2 separate regions of the Zea mays genome follow, and region 1 is linked to region 2. The links are chromatin contacts, called in public Hi-C maps. All regions are on one chromosome and are shown on one strand. Each heading gives the region's core, a stretch centred on a gene start, on an enhancer-like site or on the middle of the called end of the contact. The rest is flanking DNA. Distances are from core to core; before and after follow the strand shown.

Region 1 (6,619 bases), core at 3,963-6,462, 130 kb before region 2:
TAAAGCAGGATTGGTATAAAACTTAAAAAAAATAAATTTACCTCTATGAGAATGGGAACATTGTGTTATGGAATCCACAAGAAAAAGGAGGTCAATTCTGCGATGCAAATTATGCTCGTTCTCCAATTTCTGTATGAGAAGCTCGACAATCTGGAAGAGAAACAATAAGGATAGTGAAATAACAATGAAACAGTGATGCAGATGGCGTATGTGAGAGAAAGGACCTCTCCAGCAATGCCATATTTAGAGCACTCAATTGCATGGCGTGTTGCACGGCCTATACTATCCTTTGTCCTTGATAAAGTCTCTATCATTCCCTCCAAAGCATCACGAGCAATTGCTGCATCAGAACCACCACTAGGTGAACCGCTGGCCTGCCTAGATTTGGGACTCTTTCCATGACCATTATCAAGCTCCATTGGGCTTTTCAGAATACGTTGACCAGGACTCTCAGGAAAAGCAATTCTAGGTGGGGATGGAATGCGAAAAACAGGACTAGGGCTTAGTCTTGGCAAACCATATGATGTAGAGGTAATAGCACTATTATCAGTCGAAGACCCATCAAATTTTGCAAGAGCAGAAGCCATAAGGTTCCTCCTTGCTTGGGCAGCTGCAATAAGATGTTTTATTGACTTGGCCGAGTCAGGGTTAGGTTCAGAATAAGCTGCTTTATCAACAGAACTTGATCTGCATAAGAGAAAACCACAAACTATAAACAAAGTGTGCAGCTAAAACTGTTCGAGGACAAAAATATAAGTAACAGAAAGAAACTTGGTCAGTTCAAAACTCAAAGCAGTAACCTTTCCTCTTTCAGGTGGTCCCGCTTCCCAGTCCGTTCAGTTGACAAAGTGGTGGCCACCTTATGCTCAACAGATGTAGCTGGTTTAGATTTAGCCTTTGTTTCTTCTGACTTGGGCACCAAGGCGATCTTTTCTGAAGCAGGATAGTTTCGGGAATGGGATTTCCCAGATGTTACTTGCAATGGTTTAGAAGTACTATGAAGTTTCTTCACCTCAGAGCATGCCGGCATTTTTACTTGAGCAGAGGATTTGCCATCAACCAGGCTCATTTTGTTACCAATGACAGGAGTCTCAACCGACCCTGTGATCAGATTTCTCCCCATTAACTGGTGTCTAGCATGCACTTTATCCTGACTCGGTGAAGAAAAAACTGGCTCATGCTTCACAGGTGACATCCTAACACTTCTTGATTTCTCTTCTCTGGCAGGGCCTGGTTTTTTTCCAGAAGCGTTGCCAACATGCGAAGCAAAATTTCCCCGACTACCTGGTTTCTCAGTTGGGACTATATGCGTAGAGAGAGATTTGGCAGAAGTTCTATGAAGTGGTGTTTGCTGTCCTTCATCCTCGTCATCATCAAAACGACACGCTCTTCTCTTAGGTTTAACCAATTTCCTATCAACACGTGAGACATCCTCCTTCCTGCTGGAACCCTTTTTAAGAGAATCAGCAACAGTAGACTGAGTTACAGAAGAACCAGATGCTGGTTCCATGATCTCAGAATGAAGCTTTGATATGGGTGATACAGCACCACCTGACTTCCGTGCCCTATCATCACCGATACCAGTCTTAAGAATTGTGTTTTTACATGTTTCCACAGCAGTAGATTGCTCATGTTTCACAGCATTATGATTTTCATAATTGATGTTTAACTTCGTCTCACTCTTGGCAACTGTCTTATCTGTTTCACCAGCCCTGTCCATAAGTCTTGCCTTCTTTGCCGGACGTGTATCAGCACTACTGTCCATCTTGTGCTGCCCGCTACCTGTCAGAGATTTCTGATTGAGAGAAAACCCTGCAGATGATTTTCCAGTCAATTGCTTGTCAGGCTTTCCATGGACAATTTTATTATCCCTTTTCTCTGAACCAGTAGTCAGTGATTGTTTTGTCATGATTTTTGACTTCTTAAATTCTCTGCTCTCTTCTTCAGCACTCATGTTTAATACAACATCAGATGCGGCCTCAACAGCAATCCTTCCAGTAGGACTACCAACACCAACATGCTCATTTTCCTTACTTTCAGCATTCCTCAACAGCTTGTTGGATTTAAAATTCTTTGGCACTTCAAGGGCGCAAACCACCTCCAAGTTAGGTTCCAAAACAAAACCTTCTAGATGACAGCTCTCTTCTTCAATTTTCACCTCTTCAATCTGCCTTTCTGCCCGCAGAGATGTTGGTGAATGCTCCTGTTCTGTGTACATGTCAAAACCAGACTTTGATGCAGCAGACTTCTTTGTCTTGGGATGCTTAGGATCCTGTTGTAAAGATGCTTTCTTTTGAGGAACTGCCAAAGAATTATCACCTATTTCATGACCACCATCTTTGACATCCTCCTCGGTCCCTGACCCTTGCCCTGAAGTACTTGAGCAATCAGTAGGGGGATCATCTTCCATTTGTCCCAGTCCTGGAGTCCCACCAATATCAGGTGACCTCACCAGGTGCTCTGTAGTCTTTTCACTCTGATCAGGCAATGCTACATTTGCGGCTTCAGATGTTTTTGGCAATTCATTATAAGCCTTGCAGATCTGCTCCACAGCAACATTAAATTGTTGAACATATTTTCTTTGAACTTTAAGAGCTCGATCTAACAGATCGTTCTTTTTCTTCTCAGTAAATTCCTCAAGATCTGCCAGAGGTACAAAGGCACTGCAGGATGATATTCATTCATTAGCAACTAAGTGATCATGGCAAGCAAAAGGCAGATATGTAAGACAGCACAGGCAACAACATCAAAACAAGTGCTTATCATAGCAAGGAAAAGGCAGTAAGAATTTATTAGGCGGTCATATTACAAATTAATGCAACCCAATGCATTCATCAACTTAACTCGTGTAACAGTAGTTCACTATCAACATTATTGAACATTCTATGCATAAAGGATAACGTGGAAAATAGCTAAAGAATACCAAGTTAAAAAATGAACTCTGTCAAGCTTTAGCAGAATCAAGGTACAAAGAAATGAAAGTCATTCTTGGTTTGTTACTTTAGAAAAATATAAGCCTTATAAAAAACTCGACCTACAGGGTAAGACCGCCCCCACGGTATTATATTAAGAACAACTTCTCACGCAGGTCGAGAAAACCCCTGAACCCCTGCCCCAGCGGCACCGTAGCCCATGTGAGAACGACCGCGACCAGGGCCGAGCCTTAGACCTGTGCTTTGACGTGAGACAGACGAGGGGATTTTTTAACCACAACATGAAAATTCGCTCTCGCGAGGAGTCAAACCCAGGAACTCAAACCACCTAACCAACTCGGCTCACTCTTCTGCTTTAAGCCTCTCGGTTTGGTTACCCAGTCTATGAAATGTTCTGGACTGTTCATAAGGCATATACTTTCGAAAAAAATTAAGCCTTATGAACAGTCCAGAGCATTTTATGGACTGGGTAACCGAACTGAGAGGCTTAAAGCAGAAAAGTGAGGATATTTCAAGAAGCAATTTCTAGTAATAAATGTTCTTGTCTCTCGTCCTTATAAAAAAAGATCATGCCACAGGGCTGGGCTGACCAAGCAGACAGGAGCAAGCAACATTACATCGACAATGAAGTTACACATGTTTTTAGAATTTAAAATAACAGATTGATTTAGTACAAACACAGAAATTAATTATCTAACCATATAAGAGAAACTAGTCAGGTATAGACATAAAGAAGGTGTACAACAATTTACATCTGAAATTCAATTCCCCTATGGGAAAATGAGAATAGTTAGGACTGAAAAGAGTGAAAACCATAAACTCAAAACTCCACTTCATTAAATTTGCATCCTTTCTTTAATAAGTCCATGTATAAAAGCCATTTTGCCAAAGAAAAAAACATATAAAAGATAAAGGATTATATTCTCCCAAGAACTGCAAAATGTGTGGTTCGCTATCAAAGCCACACGTGGCTAAGCTAGAGAATGCTTGGGAGACCAGAGGTGTGCAAAATCTGTAAATTTGAGAGTTGGGACAATAAATTGCAAGCATTGACCTCCCCTTGTCGTGACCTGGACTATCTCTAAGCAAAACAACACTACTGGGGATCTGCATGACAAAAGGAAGACTTAATCTCGATCTGTAGTGAAGAGCAAACCCAGAGTCCAGGCTTGTAACGTGTTACACTTGGAGTACTAAACAGAGAGCAAGAGACTGGCCCTGCTACCATACAGGTTGCCTGGCCACATTTTGACGATTTGTTATTAAAATGTGATAAGTGATCTAGAGTGACAGTTTTAGGCAATTCGTGCACGAAAAATGGCGTGACCCAATAGGGAATTAATTGATGGTTGCAAGAATGGCAGTTGCGGTATATAGCGAGAAATAACGGTAAGGTAGCAGCTTCCAGGCAAAGAGCTTACATCTCCCCGGTGCCGTAGAAGCAGACGAAGAACTTTTTTGGCGTTGGCTTACGTTTCCAGTCCTCGGGCTTGCTGATCTGTGCAGATACAGAATTTAGAGCATTAGCCGAAGCAAGGCGAGTAGACACGGAAAGGATGAGGTGGGAAGGGAGTGAAACCCTAGTGTGGTTGTATGGGCAGCAGTAACAACCGCAAGAAGAGGCGAGGAAGGTGGAACCTTACCTTAGCTGGCCAGGACGGGTATCCCTTGATCTTGGCGAGGACAAGGTCGCCTAGCTGGGGTTCCCTGGTCCAGTTGGAGCGCTGCTTGGCGCCGCGCCTACCGCCGGGAGGCATTGGCGGCGGCGGCGGCGGCGAGGGAGGAGGATGCCCCTCCCCACAGCGTCGAACCCTAACCTAACCCTAGCAGCAAAGAAAAGAGCAGCGGAGGCGGGGCGAAGAGAAGGCCCGGCCCTGGACCTGCCCCTAGGGTGGGAAGCACGGGCACCCACAAGACAACCCTAGAGGAGGGAAGGGACGGCGGGAGGCGATGGAATCGACGGGCAGGGGCAAATTGCGTGAGGTGCGGTCACCTTCTCCGCTTCTCGGTGGCTACTTGAAATCACTTGGATGGAGGGGGCTGCCGGGGATGGGACGGGGCTTCTGCCTTCTGCTGCTGTTTGCCTGCTTCTTCTTCCTCCTCGCGTCCCCTCCTCTCCCTCTCTGAACGGCGCGGCGCGGTGCGGTGCGGTGCGCGGATGCGGGCGGCTCTCCTCTCCCTCGCCTTTCTGCTGTGCGCCTGTGCCACTGCGGTCTGGGTCCGTCTCTCCCGTGCGCTGTTGTGTCGTGCCGTGCTCAGGTCCTTCATCAAGATACCATAGCAGCCGTCCGATCTGCATCCCACGGGTTTCATTCCTTGTGCCTAAACCTGTTCAAACGGATCTGATCGGATTTAGGTCACATAAAAACGAGCCGTGAGACGTTTTTCGGTTAGCTCTCAATCCATGGCCCTGTTTGTTTCGGCTTCTGGCAGCTTCTGGCCACCAAAAGTTGTTGCGGACTGTCAAACGCTCAGCTTTTCAGCCAGCTTCTATAAAATTCGTTGGGGCAAAAACCATCCAAAATCAACATAAACACATAATCGGTTGAGTTGTTGTAATAGTAGGAATCCGTCACTTTCTAGATCCTGAGCCCTATGAATAACTTTATCTTCCTCCACATGTAATCGTAATGATACTTAGATTCTCCCCACAGCCAGATTTTCAGAAAAACTGGTCAGAAAAAAGCTGAACCAAACAGGCCCCATGTGGATTGAGTGGGATTGGATGGGTTTAAATTCCAAACAAGTCAAATTTATTCTCAATTTTTTTTCCAATCTCATCCAATCCATATGTATTGGGAATAACCGAACAAGGCCTAACATGGTTCTTACCTAATCCGTGCGCATACTGTGGGATAGGATCGGTTGGGCCGTTCTTCCCTGTTGAAGGTGTTGGGTTTAGAGCAACTCCAAAAGTATGTTAAAAATTTTACCCTAAAAACTGGTTACTAAGAGTAGGCTCAAAAGTTTTAAGAGTGAATCATGATGGGTACTCCAACAGTTCCTTTAAATGTGACATGTGGCGCCATCTGCAAAGTCGTCCAGAGGCTGTGGATGATCTGATACGTTGAGGAATGGATTGGGAGGGATGGAACACACTAAAATATGAGGGAGAGGAGGCTGTGAATGCGGACGCTAATTTTTTAGGGGGAGAATGAGGGAGCTGTTAGAGTAAGAAAAATCACTATTTTTGACTAATATATGTTTTGGGGTTAGTTTACACGTTTCTTTTGGAGTTGCTCTTAGATATGGCAATGTGTACCCGCTACTTGAAACTCAATTGGTTTTTCTCTGTTTGGGCTAGTTTGGGAATCCCATTTTACCAAGAGATTTTCATTTTCTCAAGATAAATTAGTTCATTTTTCCTTAAAAATGGTGTTCCCAAACTAGCCCTTAGTTACAGGTTTGGTCCAATTTATCTACCTATGTGTTTATTATACTATTTCTATCAAACTCCTTATCTTACTCTTTATCTCACTTTTTATTTTAAACTTAACTCTGCTAACAGTACAAGTATTTTGCACGACCTGCTGGAGATGGTCTTAATGGGTTTAAATGAAAACCCAACGGGTATAAGACAAGGGTTTATTCTTCCACTACCAATACCTACAAACACATGAATTTTAAAAAAACGCCTTAAAATCAACATAACTTATAGATATATTTTTATAATATTATTGAAAGTA
Region 2 (7,673 bases), core at 4,587-7,086:
CGAGCGTGGAGGTTGTGTGCATGGAGGGATGCAGCGGTTTAATTTGAAATAGATGTGAGGGATTATTTGGAAAAATATGATGCGGGACGACCGTTAAAACTGGTGCTTTAGTATAGTAAAGATATATGATTTTTTGTAAAAAAATTGTGTTGGGTCGGGCCAGTACTATGGGCTGAGGCTACGTCCCAAGCACGGCAAGCTGCTCGTGCCAGGCTGGCCCAGGCACTATTAAATGGGTCGTATCTCGGGCCAGACCGCCAGACACGGCCCATTTGGCCATCTGTACCTCTGCACAATAATGATGGGCCTTGATTCAGTTACCGCTACCTCGTTCTCCATCCTGCTTATTTTCTCTCTCCTCTCATTCCTCCGCCTCCGCGCCACCCGTTCTCGTCAAAGGGTCTGGGAGCAGGCGCCTCCTCCCCGTATTCGTCTGACACCAGCCCCGACACCGACCCGCGCAGTGGCTATTGCACGTCTGCGAGGACGTTTCACAACATGCGCACACCATCGTTTTCGCCATCGTCGGATGTCCCGTTCGTCTTCCCGGCCTTCACCCTGTTCTTCCTCCCCAACCTACTACCCCCGCCCACGATCGCAGCCGCGAGTCGACCGGCGCTGGTACGGGGCGAGTCGGTCTTGCTCCTGGCCTTTCTCCGTGTGTGACACCGAGGAGGACACAGTGGCGTCTGCCACGCTTAGGTTATCTTGGCGATGAGAAGTTTAGGTCTGAGATATTGGACAATATGTATTAGGATTTGGAGATCTATGAGGGCACTACCACATGGTGCTCGTCCCTTGTGTTCTTGACTCTTGGATGCATTATGTCATTTCTGAGACCATATTGGTGCAATGGACTCCATGGTGTTTGAGGTTGTTGAATTGGATGGAGCAGCAATGATTTATCACGCTAACAGTAAAAGGAAAGGTTATTTGTTGGTTTTAAACATTAGTAATTGCTACGAAGTACCATAATTTGTATGGAGCGCATCCAGTTTTTATTGATGTCTGACTTTAGAAACCACTCCATATTTTGATCTATCTTTTTGTAAGTTTGAGTTCATGTGACTTATTTTAGAAACTTGAGCTCACAAACTTCATCTTATTTGGTCTCTGATGATGAAATTATGTCATTCTATAATCTATATTCGTTCAGTCAGTCGTTGTGAACTCTCTTCTAATTGCTCCTTTCATTGGTCGTGTTATAACAAGACATATTGGATGGAGCAAATAACAACATCAGTAAATCAAATCAAAAAAATATTATACAGAAAACGAAGACAATCAATAAAAAATCTTGAGATCTTTTTGTTGATAGTTTACGTGGGTATCGTTGTGAGCCGTCGCAATGCACAGGCAACTGACTAGTATAACTTGAAATTAGACTCTATTAAATATTATTAAATATTGTTAGAAGTAGGTTGTTCTAACTCGTACGATTGCGTGTGAAAAAAACTTTTTACTGTCCAAATAATTAGTGAACGGTCGACAAATAAAATGACATTTATAGCTCATTAATGTAATGTATGTTTTAACAGAAAAAAACTATTAAATATTCATCGGAACAATGACGAGAGGGTGGTATGTATATATTTACTAGTGAGATGCATTTGCATTGCTATAGCTACGGTTTCTATGGTTTCTATGTATAATATAAATAGACTTTGTTTAAATAAATCATAAAAATATATATGTTCAGATGGTTAGGTAGCTATGAATATAAAGCCATCAACCAAGTCACCAAGATTCAAATCCCTATTTGTATATAATTTTACACTAATTTTGCATAAAATGAGAAGACGACGTTTGGACTGTGTGTTAAATCAGAAAGAAGTAACGACTTTTTTCCGTGGAAATCAGAAAACTGATGCTTTATAATAGTAGAATAGAATGTATTACTCCCCTTATAAAATCTACATGCTATATATTTAAAATTATCCTAGCGTCTGTTTAGAGAAGAAGCCAATTGTAAGGTATAAAGTGGATGCCGCCTAGAAATAAACAACACAACTAACTCCCCTCAGCACCCAAATCAAGGGACAATAGACATACGCCCTACGAGCATAGCACAATCACAAATTTAACAAAAATGTTGGTAAAATGAATGAGACAAGAGAACGCTGAATCAGAAATCTGCTTCCAAACCACTTCCTTTACCTTATAGATCCTGAATTAAAATATTTACAAAAAAAGAGAGACTGAGAATGTTCTTCATCATGCAATGCAGGACTCAAGCATCCAAATACGACCGAATTAGGGGAAAAAACATAAACCATTTGTTCTGAGCTTAGACGTAGGCTCACTGGCAGCACTTCCAATGTCTCCCAAAATTTCTTCTCCTTTTCTCCATCCACACGGTGTATCTCCTTTTTCGACTTATCTCAGTGTGACGGTGAGACATTAGAAAAGTCGATAACAACTGGAACGTGAACATATGGTGTATCCTCGGACGCCATATCTGATGGTGCACAGTCACATCAAATTGTGTCTAGGGGTTTGTCTGCTGAATGGACTTCTCCCCACGGATAATCTGTGTACAAAAACAAACATCAAAATGAGACATCAATATATATATATATATATATATATATATATATATATATATATATATATATATATATATATATATATATATATATATATATATATATATATATATATATATATATATATATATATATATATACAAACATGCAATTTAATTTAAGTACCACATGACCATAGGTTTATGCAATCAGAAAAGTTATGTTCTAGTTTTACATGTTTTAGTGAGCTGTGTCAAATGCAATAACAGAACTTATGGTCATGATTGCCATATGAACATAGAAACTAATAAATTTTGCATACAAATTTGCCAGGCACGGAGTTTTTGTAGATAATGAGCGCATCCCCTGCCTGAAGGCCATGTGTCTTCACGAATTCACCTAACAAAGAAAATTCAAATGGCTCAATCTATCAATGTCGGGATAACAAGAAAGCTAGGAAACATTTGAAAGTGTATCCGAATTCCACATCGAGGCATACCTGCAGCTTCCAAGATATACATTCTGCTTTTGTTGTTTGGCCAAAATCTGAAATAGCAAAGTGTGTGTCAGAAAACATTTGAGTTTAGCAACAGTAATAAGATGCACCAGTTTCTGCATACTGTGGCATCTACTGTTCATGACCTTCAACTTTAAGAACATGGCAACACTTAAGAGAGAAATCAATTTATACAATGCCTTCAACTTCCTGGCTCTTCACAGGAAAGAAGTTAGGACATCCCAATAGGTCATTATCATTCAGAAACATATTTGCATCTATTACCTTTCTCAGATGTGCCATTTCAAAGATGTCATAAGGTAATCTGAGAGTGAGAGCATACCTATACTTAAATTTCCATATAATTGGAAGCACCATGTCATCCATCTGCAGTATCAGAGGATCCCCTTGCACCAATGGTGGAAGACCAGCCTCAGCATCCTTCTGCAGAAGATTGAACAGGCAGTTACATTACAAAACATCGTTGACAAAGTGCCCTAACTCCCCAGAATAATAGGATAGGCTACCTTGGGAAGCACAATTCGTCCGGAATTTGCGACATCACTCTTTGTCAACTCCTTGCGCAAAATGACTTGGTACTCTCCAGAGTTGAACTTCTGAAAGTCATGTATGTCCCAAGCACAAGGTGACACAGGAAGGAAAATAACTTGTTAATTACGAGAGAAGTGTTTGTCTATCTACTGTACCATGACCAGGTAACTAGAACTATGTCAACAGAATTCAAACCAGTTATTTTCTTTTTCCGATGAACTTAGCAAATGCAGATACGCCATAAGAGAAGAATATGCACAATAAAAAAAGGACATGGAGTGTGTGTTAGATGTATCACATTATTCACGGAAGCACAACTTTCATGGCTCTGCTTCGACTCAGGAAGAGTGCCAACTGTGTCACGATGAACTTTGCCACTGTTTCTAGTGTCCATTTCATCACTGCTCCTAACTATTGCAGGCAAATCCTGTGTATCACACATCAGAGTAGAAGTAAAGATTATGAAGGGTAATGAAATCAGTAAAGTTTATTATAACCCTGAAGGTTCATGTCTATCTATACCTCTGAATTCTCGGGTTCTTTGGCAGATATAGATCCTTCCATGGGCGTCATGTGGGAACAAATATTTGGTCCAAGGGACATTGTAGTGAAAGAGTCAAATCCAAGGCTAGATGCACAACCTGTTGTTTCCATAGAATATGAAGAAACTAGCTGAGGCGGAGGCAGAGGCGGGATTGTGAAAGATTGGTTCTACATCAGAGGATAACAATCGGGACATGCTGACTATTGCGACGCACCAGATTAGTTGGCCCATGCTTAAATCAATGTGGATACAGGTTGATGCTACATTGGATTCTAATATATGTACCATGCAACCACAGATAATAATATGATGATACAGAAATAAACTGCCAACTTACGTAACATGCTTGAAGGCCAAAAGGACATTAAAAACAACGAAGACGAAATCAAACTTACTAACTGCAGCAAGCTATAGTTATGTCTGTGAACCAGAAAGGAATGAAAAGAAAGCAAGCCATGTTTTTGCTCTAAGTTTGTGAAAGGACTATACCTTGTATATTTTACATGGTTCCATGAGAGTTTTCGTTTCAGTCAAATTTAATCAGAGTGATACATATATATACAAGTTAATGAAGGGAATTTGCAGTAGGAAAGTGAAGGAAAGAAGGTGATGTACCTGAATCCTTATCCGGGATGTGGGTATGGCGCAATGGGTGGGGATTCTCCTGGATGTGGGTATGGCGCAATGGGTGGGGATGCTCCTCATGTGGTGTAGGGTAAGTAGAGTAGGATACATTCTTGTTAAGCATGTAATGGGTCCATAGGGCATAAGACTGGGAGAGGTTGTAATGGAAGGGTGTATTGGTGGTAGCAGGTGCGGGCTGTGAGGCAACGGCGGCGAAGGCACTGTTGGACGCGCTCCAATCGGTGAAACCTCTTGGAGGTTGAGAGTGGTGAGCGGCATTGGCATTGTGTGTGGAGGCATCAGCATCAGCTCCAGGTCCTGGTCCTGCAGCATAGGGTTTGGGGTGAACAACAAGAATTGGAAACATTTGTATGCAAAAAGAAAAAAAAGAGAGTATTAACTGATAGAAGTAAGATTAGGTTTAGATTCTGATAGTACTCTCGTGTACTGTAAGAAATTATAGATCAGCAGCAGTGGACAGTGGTGGAGGAATAGAAATTGTGCCGTGCAAAATTAAGCACCAGCGTAGGGTGCGGCCGGGATTGCAAAATTGAATGGTAATTTAGTCTACTTACTCCAGGTGGTGCCCTCCCTCCCTAATCCATCCAAACACCCGACCATCCGGTGAGGAAGGAAGGAAGGAAGGGAAGGGGAAGAGAATGCGGAGAGAGGGAAAGAGAGAGTGACTGACCGGCGGCGGGTGCTCCCGCTCCTGCGTGCAGAGGCACGTGGAAGGGGAGGGGAAAGGGGTGCAGGCCCTGGCTGGGGTTCTGCACGGCGGCGAGAAGCGCCTGGTAGTGGTACTGGTGGTGCGGGCCCGCGCCGCCGTCGCCGTCGCCGTCGGGTCCTCCCATCTGGCCCATTACCCCCTGATTCCGGCTGTGGAAGGGCAAGGGCAAGGGGAGGAGGCGAGGTGGGAGAAGGGAATGGTGGGAACGGATGGATGTGGTCGTCCGCAACCCACTCACGCTGAGGGAGGGAGTCAGTCAGTCACGAGCTGTTCTCTTCCTCCTCATCTACCCGTCCCGACGGACCCGGGGCAGCAGCAGCCAGCACAGCTCTCTCTCTCTCGACGAAAGGAGGCCAAGGGCCAAGGGCAAAGAAGGGGAAAGGGCCAGACGACCTCCTCCTCTTTTCTCTCTCCACTTCACCCCACCCGGCCACCCCCACCGCACCCACCTGCAGACTGGTGCAGTGCAGCGCAGGAGTGGTCCTGCTATGCTATGGCTGCTTGCTACTGTCACCCGTTCTCTTCTCTCTCTACACGCCGCAAGAACGTACTGATGGTGAATTCCTTGCTTTTTTTTCCTCCTCCGACTTCTTCGTATCTTCGATTCGACCGTGAGAGGGGAAAAAAAGGGTAAAGGCAAGGAACAAAAATATCCTCCCAGGATTTGCACCCATTATCACTATCCATTCTGCCGCGCACGCCTTCAATTACATCATATTATTTAATAATAATTAAACTATTTTTAGCACCAATAATTATCATTTAAACATTAGAATTTAGTCGGCAAATACCCCATTAAAAATGTAGTGACTAGTCATTCGGATCCAATTTTTTATTCATAATAAATGAAGTATTGTATTTGTCATTAGGAAGTTGCGTACACTCCCATTTTTTAATCTAAAAGTATACAATGCTAATGAAGTGTATTATATACACCTACTCAAACATAAGTCTCAACAAATTTAATCTTTTTTTTCTAGAAAGAAAAAAAACTCATCGTCAGAATTGCTGCAATGTTCTCTACCAATGATACGTAAACTAAAGTGGAGGGTAGTATGCATTCTAAAAATCGTTAGAAGAATTTCATATTTTACTAGTATGTTAAGCTAAGTATTTTGGTGACCGTCCGGTAAAGTACAGATCCGAGGATTCTAATAATCTAGGCAAGTATTGTAAAACTAGGACCATTAAGTATTCCGATAATATGTTTGTGAAATGCAGCTATTGTACTGTTTGGTTGATGCTGATGGTGATGCTAATGTAACTAGGCAACGGTGCTACTGATACAACGCCTCCTTCCTTTGTCCTTTTTAGTCTTCCACCAAACATGAACCAACCTTCAATTCTAGGGGCAGGAGCAATGGATGTAATATAGAAAATCCAGAAAAGAAAAGGGCATTGAGTACATGTGTTGGATGGAGATGAAAGCAGACAGAACTGCATCATAGAATAGTTCATTCATGTAGCAACGATAACGGGGGATATTCACTACTGACTATCTTCCTCTTCCCTCTAGCTTGAAACAAGTGACATTTCTAACTAGACGCTCACATCTGCCATCCATTTACAGAGATGGGAGAGTGGCCTCTGCCATCTACATGTCGTCATCCAACTCGTTCTTCTCATCCTCGTCTTCCTGGTCACCATCGTCATCCTCGTCCTCGTGAAGAGCCTTGCACTTTCTGAGCTTCTTTGCTGGCTGATCCACCTCCTGGTCATCTGTCTTGGCTTTCTTAGTGGCAACATTGTTCTCCTGCATCACAGCCACCGAATTGCCATCAGGGAAATACACAGGTAGCAGCAGTAGCAGACTAGCTGGCAGAGACAGATTACACATGACAGTGCCCACAAAAGGAGAGGAGAAGGCAGAGAAAAGAAGATGGACTTACACCACTGCCCTCGCCATTCTCGGCCTCAGCCTTGAGCTCCGCGGCCTTTTCAATGTAAGGCTTCTTCTCCTGGTCCAGAAAAATGAACAGCATAGCGTGAATGAATGAATGAAGAGCAAGAGTTGGAAACTCGACAGATTCAGATTCAGGACTTACCTCGTCTGTCATGGACTTCCACCTCTCCCCTCCTTCCTTTGCAACCTTCAATCAACAGAAAAAAAAAAGATTAGCAGAATAAATTGGGTGGGATGAAGCAAAAGATGGAATGGAATGGAATGCAGGCGAGGCGTAGAGAAAAGCCCATACGGTGGCG

The links. Hi-C and Micro-C count contacts between places; a contact is called where the count stands out from the background.
Region 1: a contact with region 2 is called in a Hi-C map of tassel, with 2.6 times the contacts expected there. The contact joins the promoter of LOC103654440 here to the promoter of LOC100272565 in region 2. A contact is called at or near these places in 4 of 25 Hi-C or Micro-C datasets (bundle sheath, ear, leaf and 1 more).

Annotation. Positions count from the first base shown.
Region 1 is chr4:201,647,761-201,654,379 of Zm-B73-REFERENCE-NAM-5.0, reverse strand. LOC103654440 (ENHANCER OF AG-4 protein 2) reads right to left here and starts at 5,212. Exons shown (of 12, transcript XM_008681271.4): 1 at 4,577-5,212; 2 at 4,355-4,431; 3 at 801-2,663; 4 at 225-687; 5 at 42-150. The coding sequence starts at 4,690.
Region 2 is chr4:201,512,346-201,520,018 of Zm-B73-REFERENCE-NAM-5.0, reverse strand. It overlaps LOC100272565 (putative B3 DNA binding domain family protein), which reads right to left and starts at 5,836. Exons shown (of 9, transcript NM_001147032.1): 1 at 5,433-5,836; 2 at 4,733-5,065; 3 at 4,096-4,214; 4 at 3,872-4,000; 5 at 3,549-3,638; 6 at 3,365-3,465; 7 at 3,025-3,071; 8 at 2,848-2,924; 9 at 2,136-2,530. The coding sequence starts at 5,604. The coding sequence ends at 2,489. It overlaps LOC541952 (nucleosome/chromatin assembly factor D), which reads right to left. Exons shown (of 6, transcript NM_001358409.1): 3 at 7,667-7,673; 4 at 7,517-7,561; 5 at 7,361-7,429; 6 at 6,891-7,224. The coding sequence ends at 7,066.